Linked DNA regions of Mus musculus: regions 1 and 2 are each linked to region 3. The links are chromatin contacts, called in public HiChIP or PLAC-seq and Micro-C maps. All regions are on one chromosome and are shown on one strand. Each heading gives the region's core, a stretch centred on a gene start, on an enhancer-like site or on the middle of the called end of the contact. The rest is flanking DNA. Distances are from core to core; before and after follow the strand shown. Region 1 overlaps Sgk1 (serum/glucocorticoid regulated kinase 1). Region 2 overlaps Sgk1 (serum/glucocorticoid regulated kinase 1). Region 3 has its middle 56 kb from the start of Gm5420.

Region 1 (2,911 bases), core at 213-2,712, 160 kb after region 3:
GCAGAGTAGCCTGTAAACAGGATGTGGTCTTGTGGGCGCTGTACATCTAAAGTACAGTGAGATTTTCATTATAGGGAGACCTATCAGCCTGATGTTCTTCCTTAGCCCTAAAATTCAGACAGAACTATTAAGCATAGATAAATTTTTTGCCTCAGGCCAGCTTTTTCTTTTTTTTTTTTATTATTTTATTTTTTTTGTTAACAAAAGGGAGGAGATGTAGTCTCCCCTCCCCCAGCCTGAAACCTGCTTGCTCAGGGGTGGAGCTTCCTGCTCAATCGTTCTACCATGCCCACTGCTGGAACCTGCCGCTTTGCTGTTTGGAGCCGTGCATGTGGTCACCCTGCTATTGGACCCCAAGACTAATTGGCGGGAATCGGGCCCCCTTCCCCTGCTTTATAATTGCGTGCGGAACAGTAAAATTGAACTTTGATCAGAATGACTGTCTTAGCTACATTTCTTTATCTCGCCACCTAGCCCCTCTTCTCTTCCAGGTTTCCAAAATGTCTTTCCAGGCTAAAACCCATGTTGTGATCTGCTGGCCGGACACAACATAGTACAAAACTCTAAACTAACTAAAATAAAACCTTAAATTAACATAAAATATACTGCTAGCAGTTTTATCTGGAGTATATTTGAGAGTATAGATCTGGGGGTATATTGAGTTGAGTCAATTACATCATTGAAATCAGTTTTCTGCTGGCAGAGGCAGGCAGATCTCTGTGAATTTGAGGCCAGCCTGGTCTCTGTATCAAGTTCTAGGACAGCAGAGCAACATAATGATACCCTGTCTCAAAAAACAAAACAAAACAAACAAACAAACAAAACCCAGCTAATTATTTTCATTTTCCCTTTTCCTTTATTCAGTGCAGAATCTATAAAATGATTTCTGAGTTTCACATGCTATCCCTATGGGAAGCACACTTCTCGCCAGACTGTGCACTTCTCAGTAGTGAACGTGGGTTCAATTATTTATCTAGACAGCCCCTCAAGGAATATTCATTTGTCCACGGTAAAGACTGAGTTCTGCTTAAATTCATTGACATTTTCTGAACGTTTTCTAAAATCATACTTTGCAATTTTAACAGGCTGCTCCCCCCCCCCCAACCCCACTTCCCCTTCTAAAAGACACAGCCAGAACTCCACAGTAAAACTAAGACATAGTTTTCTCCCTGGGCTGGGAAGGCTGAGAGCATGGGACCTGTGGAGTAGCCTGGCAAACGGGCTCAGCCACTGCTGCCTCAGACTCGACTCAGGCAGGTGTCTGTTTCCAAAACAAGACCTCCGACTGCAGAGTCACAGCAGGACAAGAGGATCTTTGTGGCTTCACATGGGGTCTGTGGAAAAACTCAGAGGTTAAAGTTGAAATGAAACTGATATCCAAAGGGCCTTTGTAGTTACTGCAGGCTCTGCCGCTCTGCTCTGCCTAGCACCTACAAGGGTTTGTGAGTAAGGAAGTAAACTGTGGTTTCCTTACTGATGGAAACTTCCCAGTGTTGGCTTAGATGTATTGAATACAGAGCCAGAGAGAGGGCTGAAGGGTAAAGTGCTTGTCACTTCCACGACAGAGTTTAATCTCTCAGCCCCTCATGGTGAAAGGAGAGAATAGACTCCAGCAAAGTGTCCTCTGACTTCCATATGCACACTACTGTGTGTGTGTGTGTGTGTGTGTGTGTGTGTGTGTGTGTGTATGTGTGTGTACATGCATGGCTTATAAAACAAAATTAGGGGGCTGGAGAGATGCCTCAGCAGTTAAGAGCACTGACTGCTCTTCCAGAGGTCCTGAGTTCAATTCCCAGCAACCGCATGGTGGCTCACAACCATCTGTAATGAGATCTGATGCCCTCTTCTACTGAGTCTGAAGAGAGCAACAGTGTACTCATATACATAAAATAAATAGATAAATCTTTAAAACAAAATTAGATCCTATGGACAGTGCCAAAGACATGAAGCTTTTACAGTAGGAGAAAAAAATGCTTAGCACTTCCTAACACCCCATCTTATGACAGTCTTCCCTTGGTTTAGTGGCTGTCTCATGGCCTATTCAGCCCTTGTTCCAATGACTCCTTCTTGTGTGAGGGACCTTACCACAGAATGTTAGAAGCACCTCTCTGCCACTTACAGTACCTGTGCTTGTAAGCTTTGCTTGTAAGCTTTGCTTCGGAAAGGGTGTGGCTTTAATGGCTCTCTCTCCAGGTTCCTCTCTACTTCTTTCTCATGTCACTGCTTCCTCCAGCCCTGCCTGTTCCTGTTGGCCTCCAAGCTGACGACCTGTCAGAGGGCTCAGCTGAATGTCTTATGGCCAAATTCCTCCCAAAGTATTCTCAGAAGGTTGTAGATCAAATGCATCTCCCCGGATTCCTGTGTTTGGAAATGATCTCCACATTCCCTGATAATTAATGTATTTGGAGATACAGCCTTTGAAAATAGCTATAGCAGCAGTTCTCAACTTTCTACATGCTGCAGTTCCTTAATGCTGCAGTTCCTGGTGTTGTGGTGACCCACCCTCTACCCCTCCCCCCAACCATAACATTGTTTCGTTGCTATTTCATAGTTCTGCTTCTGTTATGAATTATAATGTAAATATCTGATGTGCAGCCCCATGGGTCTCAACCTACAGGTTGAGAATCACTGACCTAGAGCATCCAAGGATGCTACCAAGTATCACCAGCAAGTCTGACTGTGCACAGCAACCTAACAGACGTGGTGTTAGAGGCTCAGAAGCAGTTAACTGGTGCAGCATATGCATACATACCCACACGGGATCTATGGGACTACAGACAAGCAGGATTTGAAGTGGCCTACTTTTACCAGTTGGTATGTAAGGTTTGAGACACATTCAAAGCAGTTAATCAGATTAGCAAATAGTCACCTGACAACTTAGCCCTGTGGGAAAGAAAGAAAAGAAGTTCAG
Region 2 (2,934 bases), core at 39-2,538, 180 kb after region 3:
CATAGAAGAAATAGAAAAAGCAAATCGTGTGGTTTCATATACACAATAAAGATGTTCAGAGGGAAAAAAAAAGTTGTGTGATTGGCAGCTATAGCTGAGGTAAGGAGAATAAGTTCATGTTACTGCATTGTCAGAGTTTTGGAGACTGTGGAATAGCTCTCTGGGCACCAACGTGAGAGGCCATATATTCCCTGTAACCTGTCTGCCATCAGGTACCCAGTCTGCAAGTACTTGGTGGTGGGGGTGGGGGTGGCGGTGTGAGCAGGGTCTTCCTTTTATAATTGCTTGAATGTTTTCACTAGAAAACTGGTTTATATCAGGATTTAAAGGCTTTTTTAAAATGTATTTATTTTTAATTCTTTGCTTTGTTTTGTTGTTGGGGATTGAGGTATTGGATTGGGTTTGTTTTGTTTAATACAAGCTCTTGCTGGGTCGCCCAGGCTGCCCTGGCACTCAGCCAGGGCGTCCTTACACTCCTTCCAATCCTCCTGCCTTAACCTCTGAAGGGCTGGGCTCTCAGGCACTACCCAACTTGGGAGAATTGGAAGTTACAATGGCAGTATATAAGCAGTAGGTTTTCCATGATGAATGGTGCCTCTCTGAAATCACAGTTGCTCTATGTCTGGTTCCCATGGCTTTTGAGAAAGAGGCAACTCTCCCTCCCGAAATCCAGACAGGCTCTGCCGGCTGGGATCACACAGAAGTGCCGACTAGCTATCAATTTTCCGCATCAGTTGATAATATCATTATCAACTAAGCCATCTTATATGAAGAGTAATATCTGTTTACTATTACATAATAGGAAAAAGAACCACAAGTGGAAAATCCCTAAAAGCTGGCCAATCTCCTTAATCGTATCTGGCAGCTCTCCGAGGGGACTGTGGTTTCTGGATAGCTTTTTTTTTTTCTCCCTTCAAATAAATTAATAAAAACCAAGGCAGACTAGATTTAGCAAAGAATTACACTTAGTGTTTTACCTAGGTACTGCCCAGAAATCTAGCTATGGTCTTAAGCTTTGACTCCAGGCTCCCAAGATAGCTGCTTCCGAACTCCGGTTTAATTTGGAACTAGACCCCTCCAGGCTCCCGTCTACGGAACTCTTGCTTTGTTTTAGACGGACATATCCTCCAGTCTGCGTTTGTTTACAATGCTCTTCACAACCATGGCGCAGCCATGAAGAAAAACGAGGCCCAGGTGGCCACACAACCAGGGCTGCTTCTGTATCCGGCCATTCACATCTCGAAGAGTCTTGCAGCTGTCTCCAGCTCAGAGCCATTGTGGCTGGTCTCTGAGGATTCCCAAAGCCACTCACAACCCTCCCTCCACCCAAGCAATTCAGCTCCCGCTGCCCCCAGGAGCGCAAGGGGCGGGCTGTAGCTTGAATTCCCTAGGGGCCTGATGGAGAAGCTCTCAGCTCAGCAGTTTTAAAGGGCACCTTGCCCAGGCTGCAGGGCTGGAGAGGGAGTCTATGACTGTATTCACATCTCACACCCCAGCCACTCTCCAGGGATTTCTGAGGCTAAAGTAAATACCATAAACTCTGTCCTTAATTAAGGCCCCATAGCTACGAAGCTAGCGAAAATCGAAAATCGTCAGCAAGGAACAGGAGAGAACATACTGAAGTCAGAGTGAAGACTAAACCAAGAAAAAGCATGCAGCCGTTTCCATTCCTGCTAGAAAATGTCGCTTTTGTGATGTTTTTCTCTAATACCCCTGAACAAATAGATTACTTCCTTCCCTAGCTACACTCTCTGCAGAGAGGCGACCATATTCTCATTAAGGTCTGGAATGGGTTGATTTGTCAAAAGTCTTGGCGTCCGAGACCCATCCTCACTGTGCCCACAGCAGACTGATTTAAAACAGCAGACACGTCTGCTCTTGGCACATGCGCAAATCGTAGATTTCTCTTAGCTTCAGAGAAAGATGCGCAATGGATTCAAAGAATCAACACTGGGCAGATAGAGGACATACAATTCCCAAATAAATCCGTAACAGCCATCGAGGACACACACTTTCCAAATAAATCCGCAACAGCCATTGTTTTCTTTTGCTTTTCTGGCAGCTGTGGTTGGCTCTCCATCTCAAGCTTCCGTGTTCGCTGCCTGGCTTTCCCCACCCTCCACCCTCCCAAAATGCAGACCTGGGGACTCGCCCACTCATGTGACACCTTGTAGCCACAGTTCCACCTTTACTGCCCAGCACTGGCCTCAGGTTGGTGGAAACAGGGGCCTTCAACCCTGGAAGAACCCTGCTTCATGTCCTGTCTTATATATTAACACCTCAAATTATAATTCAGTGTCTCTTGTGAGACTATGCCGGGGCCTAGCAAACACAGATGTGGATGCTCATAGTCAGCTAATGGATGGATCATAGGGCTCCCAATGGAGGAGCTAGAGAAAGTACCCAAGGAGCTAAAGGGATCTGCAAACTTATAGGTGGAACAACATTATGAACTAACCAGTACCCCGGAGCTCTTGTCTCTAGCTGCATATGTATCAAAAGATGGCCTAGTAGCCCATCACTGGAAAAATAGGCCCATTGGTCATGTAAACTTTATATGCCCCAGTACAGGGGTACGCCAGGGCCAAAAAGTGGGAGTGGGTGGGTAGGGGAGTGGGGGAGGGTATGGGGGACTTTTGGGATAGCATTGGAAATGTAAATGAGGAAAATACCTAATTAAAAAAAATTATAATTCAGTGTTCGTAGCGGCAAGGGGAGATTTACACTTTCACACTCCAAGAATAATTGTAGTCAGACCCTGCGACTTGTGAATAAAATGGAAGACAGATCAGCTCACATCTTGTACCTCATCCCTGCAAAGCTAAATAGACTTGGTAAAAGGGATGGCAAGAAATCCAGAGGAAAAAGATTAACTTCAAATTGAAGTTTGGAAATAAAGCAGGAAACGTTACCAGCTTCAAGCTTAAAGCCAGA
Region 3 (2,734 bases), core at 54-2,553:
CAAACATTGTTTGGTGATATAGCTCGGTGGTTGAGTGTTCACCCGACGTTCATGAGACTCTAGATTCAACCCCCCCTTAATTAAATTCAATCAATTAATTCGATTAAATAAAATTAGAGTAAAACCATATTTGTGAAGATCATATAGGATATTGGTTTTCTCTTGACCTCAGCTGCCAGTCCACTGAGACTTAAGTATATAGCTCCCAGATGCAAACCTCTGTGTTTTGATGATGATAAAGGAGACCACTAGGGCAAGCTCTAAGGAATAAAAAAAAAACAAAAAAAACAAAAAACCTGTCTTTTCTACTCTTTGGTAGATGGAGTCTTCTGTTGAAGTTAAGGTCAGAAATGTTAAAGAAGATGAAGTGCAGAAAAAAATATTAAAAATATTTATTTTGCATTTGGCAGCTGGACAAGATTTTCTCACCTATTGTCTGATTAGATCCTTACAGTAGCTCCATAGGAGTTGGGTGTGTGGATTAGTCTATGCATTTCGGTAAAGGGAGGTCTGCCATTGTCTGTGCTTATCCAAGGTGAGATAGACGAACAATGGCCCAGCAGGCAACCTTCCTGGAGTCTGATCTCCGTCTACAGACAGCCTCCTGTTTCTCATTTAACTTTTATCACCTCTAAGGATGTAAAATCTCAGCTTACCAATCACTAGCACAAAGAAACTTCAGGAGAAAGGAGGAGGGTTGGATGCTGGACATCCCTGCTGGGCCCAGGAATGTGATTGTATTATGTGAACGCACTTTGAGAGTTACAAGACAATCTGTGCACATACTTACTGTATTCTTGTATGATTAGTATTATGTTTTTTTTCCCCTGGGCTTAAAGATTTCATAAGGGAAACTCGAAATTTACACAGGTTATCTGGAGAAATGATGGCTAAATATTTAGTTATGGATCATAAAACTGATGGAGAAGTACATCTAAGTAGAAACAAATTTTAAGTTTTTGAGAAAACTTTGATGGAGTTGAATCCTGGGCATAGATCAGTGACTTGTATGTGGAGCTCTCCGATGGCAGATTATAATGTCTTAGCTCCTCCCATTCTGTCTTCTCAGACCTTCTGGTAAATGAACTCACGTACTCTTGTGATTTTAGGCACTTCAGAGGAACCCCTGGGTTGACGCCGTGTGAAGTCTGAGCTGAGCTGAGCAGATCTGAAGCCACCGCGGGAGGCTCAGGATCCAGATCACCAGCCTGCTTCTTGGAGACTGAAATGGGAGCACACGGCAGCCTGTCTCACCCCTTGCTCACTCCACGTCTCCTGGTATTTTCTTCCCTGTCCCCTTAATTTCAAGTTGCTAGCTGTAATCAGATCCTGCCTTGCAAATGTCAGACGTGAGCAGGATGAGGGAAGACATCGCAACAGCTGCCACAGCAGGTTCTCCTGCTGAGGTGTTAGACATTGAGTTGAATTACCAGAGTCCTCTCCAGCAAACAAACAAGGCAGAGATAAAGCTATATTTGATGTCGTCAAGTGCTCTGAATAAGAACGAGGTAACTCTTAACTTTTTCTAAAAAGTCTTGAAAGGAGAAATCAAACAACAGAAGACGTGTCCTTACAGACTCATCATTAATGTAGCCATCTGTGCCCCACTCCCACACCCATGCAACTCGCACTGATTGACGTCATTATTCTGCCTCTTTGACTGTTTGGACAGCATCTAGCAAAGGACAGGACATGGGCCGTTTCTCTTGAGTTGTGTCTCATGGGAGGCTTTGCGTCCTAACTAATCCCAACTACTATACCCATCAAGAAATTAAAACCTCTCAACCCACCTAGGAGTTCATGAACACCCTTGAAATCTCCCCAGAGGCTCTTCCCTATATAATTCAGACATTTTGCACTCTCCCCTCCTCCCCTCCTCCTTTTTTTCCTTCTCTCTCTGCATGCCTGTACCCTTCCTTTCATTCTCTCTCCCTCCCCTACACACACACACACACACACACACACACACACACACACACACACCAAGTCTCTCCTGAGGTAAGATGCTGCCTGTGACGACTCACGAATATGCTCTCCCAGTGGGTGTTAATCGGGCTCTAAAGGCACCGTGTAATTTCTTTCCTAAGAACATAAACTGTGCTTTCTAAGCGAGGATACACATCAGATTATTGTCTTTTCACAGATCGCAGAAACAAAACACAGAATAGCTTTAGAAATCAAAGTCCCACATCTACTCTATGAAAAATTACACTTCATAGCTACATCTTCTACTTTCACTTCTGTTGCTATGATAAAACAGCACCCTACTCAAAACCACTTAGGGGAGGAAAGGGTTGACTTTGTTTACTATGCCATAGCTTATCATGGAAGGATCTCAAGGCAAGAAATTGAACTCAGGCCTGCTTGCAATTCACACTTTGTTACCTCTAACCCAGGAACTCATTTCATAGCCTATAAAGTAGAGCAGGCACCGTGGAGGATGCTCCTTGTTACCTGGCTTCAAAGACAGCGTGTATTCCACCTGCCTAGGGATGGTGCTGCCCACAGTAGGCTGGACCCTTCTCCATCGATTAACAAGTGGAACATGCCCCACAGAGGTCCACAGGCAAATCTCATCTATGCAGTTCCTCAAATGAGTCTCTCCTACAACTCTAGGCTGTGTCAAGTTGACAGTTAAAGCTAACCAGGACACAGCTCCAAGCTTCCTCCTAACTCCCCCTTTTGGGGCATAAAACATATGTTAAGTAAAAAATTGACTTAACTGGTCCATGTT

The links. Hi-C and Micro-C count contacts between places; a contact is called where the count stands out from the background. HiChIP or PLAC-seq counts read pairs in DNA pulled down with a chosen protein or histone mark.
Region 1: a contact with region 3 is called in a Micro-C map of embryonic stem cells, with 2.3 times the contacts expected there. The contact joins two enhancer-like sites. A contact is called at or near these places in 2 of 484 Hi-C or Micro-C datasets (embryonic stem cells and nephron progenitors) and 3 of 115 datasets of contacts at active chromatin or transcription factors (cardiomyocytes, embryonic stem cells and trophoblast stem cells).
Region 2: an H3K27ac HiChIP or PLAC-seq map of embryonic stem cells shows a contact between it and region 3, with 14 read pairs. The contact joins two enhancer-like sites. A contact is called at or near these places in 4 of 484 Hi-C or Micro-C datasets (bone marrow-derived macrophages, embryonic stem cells, extraembryonic endoderm stem cells and 1 more), 5 of 115 datasets of contacts at active chromatin or transcription factors (embryonic stem cells, extraembryonic endoderm stem cells and trophoblast stem cells) and 2 of 9 other capture datasets (adipose tissue and liver).

What each region holds. Positions count from the first base shown.
Region 1 is chr10:21,905,814-21,908,724 of GRCm38.p6, forward strand. The region is part of intron 1 of Sgk1 (serum/glucocorticoid regulated kinase 1); the gene reads left to right. Among named protein-coding and RNA genes, the nearest start is that of Gm46215, 25 kb to the left of the region's middle. Within about 2 kb of position 1,463, at least 95 of the 459 cell types and tissues checked have an H3K27ac peak or open chromatin away from gene starts, as enhancers often do. A contact at or near this core is called in embryonic stem cells, where this site is marked.
Region 2 is chr10:21,922,398-21,925,331 of GRCm38.p6, forward strand. The region is part of intron 1 of Sgk1 (serum/glucocorticoid regulated kinase 1); the gene reads left to right. Among named protein-coding and RNA genes, the nearest start is that of Gm46215, 42 kb to the left of the region's middle. Within about 2 kb of position 1,289, at least 126 of the 459 cell types and tissues checked have an H3K27ac peak or open chromatin away from gene starts, as enhancers often do. A contact at or near this core is called in embryonic stem cells, where this site is marked.
Region 3 is chr10:21,745,683-21,748,416 of GRCm38.p6, forward strand. No RefSeq gene overlaps it. Among named protein-coding and RNA genes, the nearest start is that of Gm5420, 56 kb to the left of the region's middle. Within about 2 kb of position 1,304, at least 27 of the 459 cell types and tissues checked have an H3K27ac peak or open chromatin away from gene starts, as enhancers often do. A contact at or near this core is called in embryonic stem cells, where this site is marked.